2 separate regions of the Callithrix jacchus genome follow, and region 2 is linked to region 1. The links are chromatin contacts, called in public Hi-C maps. All regions are on one chromosome and are shown on one strand. Each heading gives the region's core, a stretch centred on a gene start, on an enhancer-like site or on the middle of the called end of the contact. The rest is flanking DNA. Distances are from core to core; before and after follow the strand shown.

Region 1 (5,191 bases), core at 895-3,394:
TGAGATTTCAAGGGAACTGTTCATTATTTAAATCTCATGCCTTATGTACTGTGACTTATAAGAACATCCCCAGTTAAGCCCAGTGTCTAGTCCTGGTGTTTTATCAGGAAATCAACACTAGCCAGCACCTTAGAACCCAGAAAGAGGCAGTTTCTCTGACCTCATTCCATGGAAAACATCTGTAACTGTTCTCTCAGCAATGTGTAACATTAGCCTCTGGAGAAGACCCATAAAGCATTTTGCTTCTCTACCTTGGGAATTTGCAGGAAAGGGCTGTCTGCATGAGCTCAGAATATCTATTAATATATTGCCACTCAGAGACTTAATAAGGATTGAAAAGGGGTTTCTGCTGCACTAAGGGAAATTTGTCAAGAGAATTCCAGAGTTTGAAGAAGCTGAAAGATGATTTTAAAACAAAGGCCTGAAAACTATGCATGATAAATTATCATAGAAGTGAGTACTTTTATAGGCATTCCATTTTCACATTGTTCAAAAGAACCAACTTTTCAGCAACCTCTTTAGAATCCGTTGGCAGCCCTATTGTAGATTCATTCCAGATGAACTCAGCCAGAACTTCCTGCAGCAATAAACATGTTCTATATCTGTGCTATCCAATATGGTACCCACTAGCCACAGGTGTCTATTGAGAACTTGATATTTAGCTAGTGCAACTGAGGAACTGAATTTTAAATTTTATCTAAATAGCCACATGTGGCTACTGTAATAGACAAGGCAGGACTACACAGTAATTATAGCTTGCCTCTTGAAATAATGGTTTTATAATTCACACCAGAGAAAAACCTAGGTTGTTTTTGATTTTAGACTTTTGACTAATTTCTATTTTTTCTTCAGTATAGAGTTCATGAGAAATTGGTTATAATATGCCTCAAAGCTCTAATAACAATTACTGTAGTAACTTCTAGTTTCCAAACTGACTCTTTCAGGTTGAGTCTTTCATAATTTGAGTGTGATTATTTTGACAAATATCAGATATTGTAATAACTGGATGTTACAAATCTGATCACAAAGTATTTTTCCCAGGTAACTGTCTGAAACTAGAGATGGTTGGTCTTGGAGTCAATAGTCCTTTGGATTTTTAAATCAGTGTTTACAAAGTGGAGCAAGAGTACTCATAAAATGAACCAAAAAAGTAACAACGAGAAGAGAAATACCAATAAAGCATGTTAAATTAAATAAGCAGGAGGCTATTGGCCTGAGGCTGATTTTCTACGCAATGAATTGGAATTTACAACAAGAAAAAAAGAATCCCTGACAGCTCTCAGCTGCTCTGCATTCACAGCTGGCCCTCGGTGCTTTGTGGAACATAAATAACTTCACAAGAACACCATCAGACGTGGCCGCTCTCTGACCGGATGGATCAAGACAAAAACAAGACTCTTTTGTAATCATGTGGGAATGCTGAAAAAAAAACATAAACATTGTCCAAACAACAAAAATGACAACACATCTCCTATCCCAGTTAATGATTCACTGGTCTTGTCTCCCTGCCTTTTAGGTAAGATTTATTATGACACTTAATCATACAATCGGCGTGCTTCCTGCCAGCACCCAGTCCAGAGTATTGGAATGGATACGCTGCTTCCCTGAACCTTTTTCCAAATTACCTTAGTGTAAGGAATCAGCAAAGGAGGCTATCACATTCGTTCAACCATCACTGTGCTTTTGGCCCTTTGCAGACAAAGAATGAGAATGTGCACAGGTGAGAAGTCCAGGATGCACATGACCAGTCAATTAACATTTACTATTTTCATATCAACTGATGCATTCTAGGATGGTATAAACACTTTTTGAATTAATTACTGCCTTAAATAGATTCACATTTATGCCTAGAGCTATGTCAACATCTAGCTGAGCACTGTCTTGCCTGTCCTGAGTAGAAGCCAAAAGTATAAGTTGTAAAGTACGTCAACAAACTTTGCTGCTGAAAAACGAAAGTGCGGTTTCTTTCTCTCCGGCCGTGGGAGGGGCCATAGCTCCGCCTCCAGGAAGCCGCGGGAGAGCAGTCCCACGGCCTCCGCCGATCGCTCTACGCAAGCGCCATTTGTCTAGCGCGCAGGCGCCGGATCCCAGGACCACGTGCGCTGGCCTGGAGGCTTGGATTGGCTGAGCCTTCCGGTCCTCCCAGTCCTGGTGATCCGGAAGTTCTCCGTGGACGCGGGGCGGCTGAAGGCTCCGGAACTGCGCCTGCGCTTTTCAGTGAGTCACACTTTGGGTTTGCCAGGGCCTTTGTCCCACAAAAGGACGAGCCTTTGTTCCCAGCGGAAGCCCACCCCGGCTTGCGGCGGCTTTCCGGTGCGCCCTGGGCGGCGTAAGCCCAAAGGTGTTTGCACCCTTGCCCCTTCCTCTCCGACAGCCGAGGTCGCCAGGGTGGGCTAACCCTCGGGACCGTCGCTGCTTGTGTGCTGGGTGCCGGGCCGTCATCCCGAGATGGTTAGCGGCAGGCTTTGCAGGTTGCTTGCCCCCACCCACCGGAACTCGAACCCGGGCTAGACCGGGCGGCTGGGCTGGTCCCTTCCCTCGCTGTACCTTTACTAGGGGTCACCATTAAGGGAAAGGGCCTTAGCGCAGTCCTGAGTGGCTGTTCAGTAACCGCGACACCGCTGCCAACATTTGGCATCATTAGGGCGGGGCTTCCTGTGAAGCTGGGAGCTGTATGTGGGTTAGGACTAGAAAGTTACAATTTCTATTTAGGCTTTAAGGAGATCTAAAGATCTGAACAGATCTAGGTTATTATTGACTTGTTACCAGTTTCTGGGAACATTGTTTCCACAACTTTCCTCTCGTTTTTCTCAGGGTTTAGGCCATTATTGTGCAGATATGTGCACCTTGCTTACTATAATATTAGCTAATCTTTACAAGCTTTTATATGCATCCAATCTGATATTTCGTGCCTGCTCTTCCTGGCACTGTATAAACTTTTTGGTATAGGTATGCATCTAAGCATTATCCATTTTAACATCAGTTCTAGAATTATGGTGTCTAATAATGGTAACCATTAGTTACATAAGGTTCGAGCACTTGAAATCTGGCTAGTCTGAATTGAGATGTGCTGTAAGTGTAAGACAGAGTGAATTTGGAGAGTTAGCATGAAAAAATAATGTAAAATACTTCAATTTGTTCATATTCACATGTTGAAATGACAGTATTCTGGATATACTGGGTTAAATAAAATGTATAATTTCACCTATTTTTGTTTTGTAACGTGACAACTAGAAATTTTTAAATCACATTTGTGGTTTGCATGTCATATTAATGTTGCACAGCACTGATCTAGAAAAGGGTCAGCGAACTGGCCTGCAGCCAAATCGAGCCTGCCCATTTCTGTAAACAAGTCAGCTGGAACAAGATCATGCTCATCCACTGTTATTTTCTGTATCTGCTGTTGCTGCTACAAGAGCAGCAGAGTTGAGTAGTCCAGAGAGATTATATGGCCTACAAGGCCCAAAATATGTACCTTCTGATCTTTAGCAGAAAAAATGTGCTGACCCCCTGCTCTACAACAATGCCTGGTTTGATATTTTTAAGCCTTTTAGGTGTAGACCCACATCCTATTATTCACGCTTACTGTGTGACGGGCATAGTTCAAAGCATTTTATCAAGACTTTCATTTAATTCTTATTAATCATAGGATGTTGGATTTCTCCCATTTCATAGATCAGGAAATTGAGACACAGAATGGTCAAGAAACTTATCCAACTTGGTTAGCACCCCTCACTTCTGGGGGCTGGACCTGCTTGACCTTCCTTATGCAAATATTTTAACCCTTCAAACCCACTTGATGAGCCCACAGTGGTCACCATAGTTTTTTGTTTTTTTAATGAGATTTCTTTGAACTAGAATTTTTTGAATGATTTTTTTTAACTAGAATTGAGATGGGCTTGGTCTCCTGTGGAAGAGGCAGAGGGGCATTGGGCTTAGGTGCAGTGAGTACAAGCAAGCTGGTGTGTAATGAAAAGAAATGAAGCTCACAAGCAGAGAGGAGAGAGAGCATCCTGAATGCTCATCGCTCATTTAACAACGAAAATGTGTTAAGTAGTAGTAAGCACTGGCTGGGTGTTTGCTAGGTGTGTATAGGTAAATAAAACATGTGGATCTTCTCTTGTGGTCTTGTGGGGAAGGCAGGAGAAATGTTTTTTAAATGTGATAAACACCGTGAAGAAAACAACATGCAAATTATTTACTGTTTTTAATAGGTTTTCTCACCTGTAAGATGAAAATAAGCTATTATCTGTATTTCAGGAGTATTGTGAGGATTCAGATGACAGGAGTGTGTATGGTCCGGAGAGTTCCTGAATGTTGCCTTCGACTGTGAGGAGGTAGGTGAGGGAGTGTCAGGAATTGTGTACATTATGACACTTAAAAGATTACAGTTGTCATTTGTAATTTGTAGAGAAGGTTGTCAGCTGCATTGTACACAGTAGGTGTTTTTAATCTTTTCTGACTTAATGGGACTCATCTAGAAAAAGCCGAAGTCAGAGAGTTGTCTGCATTCAGTCCAGGAGCAGGACCAGAGTTGTCTTTGGGACTGATGGCAGCCTAACTGGGAGGTCCTGCTGGGGTGTGGAGGAGGGTTGTGTGCCTGTGAGTGGTTTAAATCAGAGTCACCCTGGAGAGCTGAGCCAATATGCAGGCCCTATCCTCAGAGATTCTAATTCATCCTTTCTGGAGTGAGGCCCTGCCATTGTTTGTTTTTTGTTGTTTAATTTCCCCAGGTGATTCTAATAAGCATTCAGGGTTGAGAACCACCAATGGTGAGAGATAAGCCAGGCTCGGGATGCTGCTTGAGCAAAGGCCCAGAGCTGTGCCCATCAGTGGTTGAGAGTAGTCAAGGGGGAGGCCAGCTAGGGTCCTTTTTGCCACCTGGCCAAAGAGCTTGGGCTCCATCCTGCAAGCAAGGGGGAACCTCTGAAGGGCTTTAAGCAGGAAAATGAGGGAATATCTTGCTGAGGTCTGTACTAGAGGATGATCCCTCTAACAAAGTGCCAGACTCACAATTGGGCCTTGTGAGGGCCAGAGAGAGAATGAAGGCAGTGATGTAGCTGTCCAGATAATGGAGAGCCCAGATACGGTTTGGTACCATCCTGTGTGTGTTTCCCCTAGCAGCCAGTATCTGTCCGTGTTGAAATACCACATGTGTTGTAACTGGCCAGTTTCTTGTCAGTATTCCTTC
Region 2 (5,058 bases), core at 167-2,666, 360 kb after region 1:
TTGTCTAGTTGTTCCATGGCTAAATTTCATCTTGTAGAGAAGTAGCTCAAAAAAAGTTCTATACCTAGTTTGCAAACTCTCCAACCTACACTCTAGCCTTAATTGTTCAAAACTTTCCCCCATCATTCTCATCATACCCTATCCTTTCAAAAAACCCAAAATGATTCATTGCCATCTGTAAAACAGTTTTGGAATGAACATTTCTCTCTGGAACTTTAGTTTGTAAACTTCCCCAGCACAGCAATGAATACACAGAGGGGATTTATACACCTGTGAACCTGCTTTCAGTTATGCTTATTCAAAGTTACTAACCAACAGTCTTTAAAAATATATGGTTTCTGTTCACACTGAAATCCCCAAGAGACTGTTATTCTGATAAATTATGCTAGCAAAAATAGTATTTTTAAAGGGTAGCTCTCATCCCACAATTCATGGGACCTGTGAGCATAAATAATCCCAGAAGTGTTGTGTTATGAATCTTTAGTCTAGATTTTTCAAGTAATGTTGTTCTGATTTGAGATGAAAAACAGCTGAATACATAGCCTAGCCTGTGAAATGAGCTTACAAACATATTTCCTGAAAAAAATAAAATTGTTCAGAACCAACTGATCTGTACTAAGGGAACATCAAGATTTCAGAGCTAAAATGCACTTAGTTGGACACTAGTTCAACTATATAGCTCATTACTGATAAGTGGGCAAAAACACAAAGCCCATAAACCATAGGGGCCAGATGTCTCAAGAAAACTCCAACCAAAAACCCTGACCTCCTGCAGAGGTTAAAGTACAAGAGAAAAGAAAGAAACCTCCAAGTTTTGAGTAGACAGGCCAATATCCTAGACATCCTCCAAGTATGTGGCCGTCCTGGGTGATCTTCTATTCAGATAATGGGCTGGATGGGCAAAATCCGAATTCACCTACAGATCTTAACACAGTGGTTCTCGGCACACCAGAATCACCTGGGCAGCTTTAAAAGCTACCGATGCTAGGGCCCTACTATTAGATATTCGGATTTAATTGGTCTGGGATGAGGGCCCGGGCATCAGTGATTCGGAAGCACTGCAGAGCTGAGAGCCTCTGGGACTGGTCCCCTCTCACAATTAACCTGCAATGATTTAGGAATCTCAAGGGCCACCTTTAATCATGGGATTAACATAATTATGATAGCAACGTGACGTCCAAGACCTTGGCTCTCTGCACAACAGAAGAAGCCAGGTCCCGGGGCCTCTAGACTCCTCCCTCACTCCCCAAAGGAAACCCAGCCATCCCCGAAGTCACCTCGTGGGCGCGCAGCTTGCAGATCCTGGGTGGTGGCCGAGCAGAGGCCAAATTTTTCTTGGAGACACAGGAGGAGTGGGGGACGGGAGGGGGGCGACTGTTGCCAGGGCCGCTGGAAGCGCGCTTCCGGTGCGGAACACACGGCGCGACGCGCCGGAAGTCCTCACTTCGTCGAGGACGTCACGTTTGCACCACGGGCGGTGCCGTGCTGGAGGCCGGAAGCTGCCTGCTAATTGGCTACCCCGAGTGGAGCGCCGGGCGACAGGCGTGGGATGGTGGGGGTGGCGGGGCCGGCGGAGAAGGTGCTGCCCGGGGCAGGGCACTGCGACTGCGGCGGCCACCAGCACCGGGAGTCGGAAGGTGCTGTCTGCCCCGGCGGGTGTGTTGGGATGAGAAGATGAGAGTCGCTTCACCACGGCCAGGATCTCCAGCCTTAACTGTTTGTCCTTTCCTCAGCTTTCTTCGTTTTCCTTCCTTTGTCTTTACTTAGCCTTCTCTTTCTTCCTTTTTATTTTCTTTCTTAACTAAAACAGTTACAGTTTATTTAATTTGCCCCCGGGAAAACTCCCAGTCTTTGCAAACAGATTCACCCAGATCTCAGTTTGAATGCGATTCCAGTGCTAGGTTTTTAACCTCCCAAGCCTCGTGTTTCTCATCTATAAGGTATGCATAGCCTAATGCACAGTGCCTGATGTATTACAGCAGACAAAACATTGGTACTTATTAAATACGTTTGTAATTATAACCATCACAGCAATACCTGCCCTGTTAGTATCACAAGTCATTAAAAATAACCAAGTATAAACAATCAGAAGTCTTACGTGACATATTTCTGAGACAATTAGGCAAAATGTGGCAAGAGCCGTAAAAGGGAGCATATTTAATACTTTCTCGGAATTATTAAACAAGAACCAGATAGATGTTTATTATGGAATTATTTTAAAGGTGAAAATTGGAAATCACCTAAATGCCCAACGAGGAAATGGCTAAGTCGATTGGGTGATATTAATGACGTGACATTACTATATACTATAGAAGAATTAAAATGGTATAGATTATTAACTTTAACAAATATATACTGGATGTCTGTTATGTGCCAAGTATTCTGTGTTGGCACTGTCCATTGCAACCACCACATGTGGCCATGAGAACCCGAACTGTAGTAGCCTAAACTGACATATACTGTAAGGGTAAATTACACACTAGATTTTGAAGAAGAATGAGCAAAAGAATGTAAAATATCTGAATTTCTTTATAGTGATAACATCTTAGAGAAGGACTATTGAGATTACAGATTAAAATTTTATTTTTATCTTTTTACTTTATTAGGGTGGTTACAAGAACATTTAAAATTATATATGTGGCATGCATTATATTTCTATTGGACAGTAGTATTCTATTTACCAGATATACAGTAGTAAACAATACAGTTTTTGGCCTCATAAAATTAAATCTTTTGTGTAGAACATGGACAATAAGCAGAAAAATAGAAGTTTATGTTGTGGTGAGTTATATGAAGACAGTATAGCAGGGTAAGGGCCTGTGTATGTAGACAGGGATTATTTTAGAAAAGATTCTTCTTCTACTTCAGAAAATGGATGTGGGAGGAAGTGAGATATCTATGGATAGAAGCATCTAGAGAGGAAGGAAAGAAAGATGGAGAGGGGTAATAAGATAGGGAGAAAGAACTCAGGGGATTCTTGGGAAAGGCAGAAGAATACAGGCCTAGAGTGGCTATAGTTCAGGTAAAGCAATTCCTGGTTCTATGACTAAAAAAACAATATATATATGGTATACTATGGCATTAGATAGAATATTATTTGGCTGCTGTCACAGAGATGCAGAAGAGGAGTGGCTCAAACTGTCGAGAAGTGTATTTCAATCTTGTGGCAGTCTGGGTGTAAGGAGTCCAGAGTATGGCAGCTCCACTTGTCTCATAGCTCCACCCTCCCTGGTTTCTTGCCTTGGCCCACATGGTCCAAGATGGTATACCACTGCACCTTTCAGCCAGTGGGAAAGAGAAAGCCAGGGGCATGCCCTTTCCCTCTAAGGGTTTCTCCACTTTGGCACTATTCACATTTGGGGTTGGATAATTCTGTATTTTGGAGGTGGTCCTGTGCTTTGTAGTTTTTAGTAGCATCTCTGGTCTCTACCCACCAGATGCCAGTAGCATCTCCCAATTGTGACAGCCAAGAATATCAGACATTGCCAAATGTCTCTGGAGGGAGGGGGGCAAAGTCACCCCTAGTTGAGAACCACTGCTTTAAGAGTACTACTCAGAAGCAGCCCACAGCACTTCTGATCACATCTCACTAATGGCCTGAACTTCATTACTTAGCCCTCCTAAGGGTAAAGGAGTCTTGGAATTGTCTTTTTCAGATGACCAAGTGCCCAGCTAAAAATTGGCTAAAGAAGAAAAAAAGCTAGCTGATTCTCCCATACCCTTGTTGCTACAGGGAATGGAAATTCTGTAGCTGATGGAGGAGGTGGTCCTGTTCTTTTCATCTTTAAGGCTGAGTTTTAGTCATTACTCCCTTTAACTCACTTGCATAAAAATACTGGTGGTATGGAACACTGAGTACCTAAGGAGCAACAATCCTATTTGGAAAGAATGGGCATTGTTGCTCCAGGGGGCTAACCAGGGAGAGAAACCGAATTCTGAAATGGAGGCTAGAGTAGGTTGGATTTTCACTTGTCATTTAGCACCATCTGGTGGAAATTTACAAATTACAATTCCTCAAGTAGTTTCTTTAATTTGTCTCTGGCATACGTTTCAAATTTTAAATGGATTATAGCAAAACTTCCAAGAGTCCTGTCAGCTGAGGAACTCCAAAGCAAGATCTCTCACTTTTGGAACTATTGGCATTTGGGACTGCATAATTCATTGTGGGGGCTATTCCGTGCATTGTAGGATATTTAGAAGCATTCTTGGCCTCTGCCTACTGGATGTCTCTCCCTGCCCCCATTTATGACAACCAAAAATGTTTCCAGCCATTGCTAAATGTCCCTAGGGTGGGGGTGGGGTGAGGAATGGCTCCTGGTTGAGAACCACTCCTTGAAACAAGGCAACTAAAATCCCAGTGCCTGTTAAGGCATAGTAGTCCCCTATCAGTGTATCCTGGTGTGTCTGGAAAGGATGGGAGGCAGTGCTGGGAGAAAACGGCACCTGATATAGCAGGACATGTCCTCTGGTTTACACTTTGGAGAGTTTTGCTCCTGCTTATCTCAATCATAGGAGATGAGATTGAGGGAGAGAAGCCAAAAGGCATGGCTAGAGAATGTAGATTTTTTAAAAGTCCCTATGGTAAGGAAATATATAGAGGTCATTACCTAACACAGGAAATAGCACACACGAATCTAACTCTGGTACTGGGGCCCCAAAGTTCAGGTGTCATGTGTGGAAATCCTGCCAGCTGTGGGAAGCCATAGCTAATCTCATGGGACTTTTTGGATCCTCCCCTGTACCCCAGTCAGGACCCATCTGCCACCTAAGTGTTCTGGAGAAACAGCTTGGAAACCAGTCCCCTTACCTGGATCAAATAAGTGATGCTAAACTACCTGCAAACAGTAGTCCTGAACTCTTACTTTGAAGTTGGGTAAAGGGAAGAGAAGTTTCCCAGCAGCACCCATAGCAGGCTGTCACTTGAGGTCCAGCTCAGGATCTCTGCCATAATTTTTCCTTCTTTTCACCTTCTCAATCCCCTCCTCACCAGCCCCAGATCCTTCCTTTCAGCAGATGTGAGATGACCAGGCACAGATTTCATCACCTTGAGATAGATTG

What was found. Hi-C and Micro-C count contacts between places; a contact is called where the count stands out from the background.
Region 2: a Hi-C map of induced pluripotent stem cells shows a contact between it and region 1, with 3 times the contacts expected there. The contact joins the promoter of GEMIN8 here to the promoter of TCEANC in region 1. A contact is called at or near these places in 3 of 3 Hi-C or Micro-C datasets (induced pluripotent stem cells and skeletal muscle).

Annotation. Positions count from the first base shown.
Region 1 is chrX:13,877,637-13,882,827 of calJac240_pri, forward strand. It overlaps TCEANC (transcription elongation factor A N-terminal and central domain containing), which reads left to right and starts at 2,145. Exons shown (of 3, transcript XM_008988956.6): 1 at 2,145-2,217; 2 at 4,261-4,337.
Region 2 is chrX:14,243,109-14,248,166 of calJac240_pri, forward strand. GEMIN8 (gem nuclear organelle associated protein 8) reads right to left here and starts at 1,417. Exons shown (of 9, transcript XR_008478818.2): 1 at 1,278-1,417.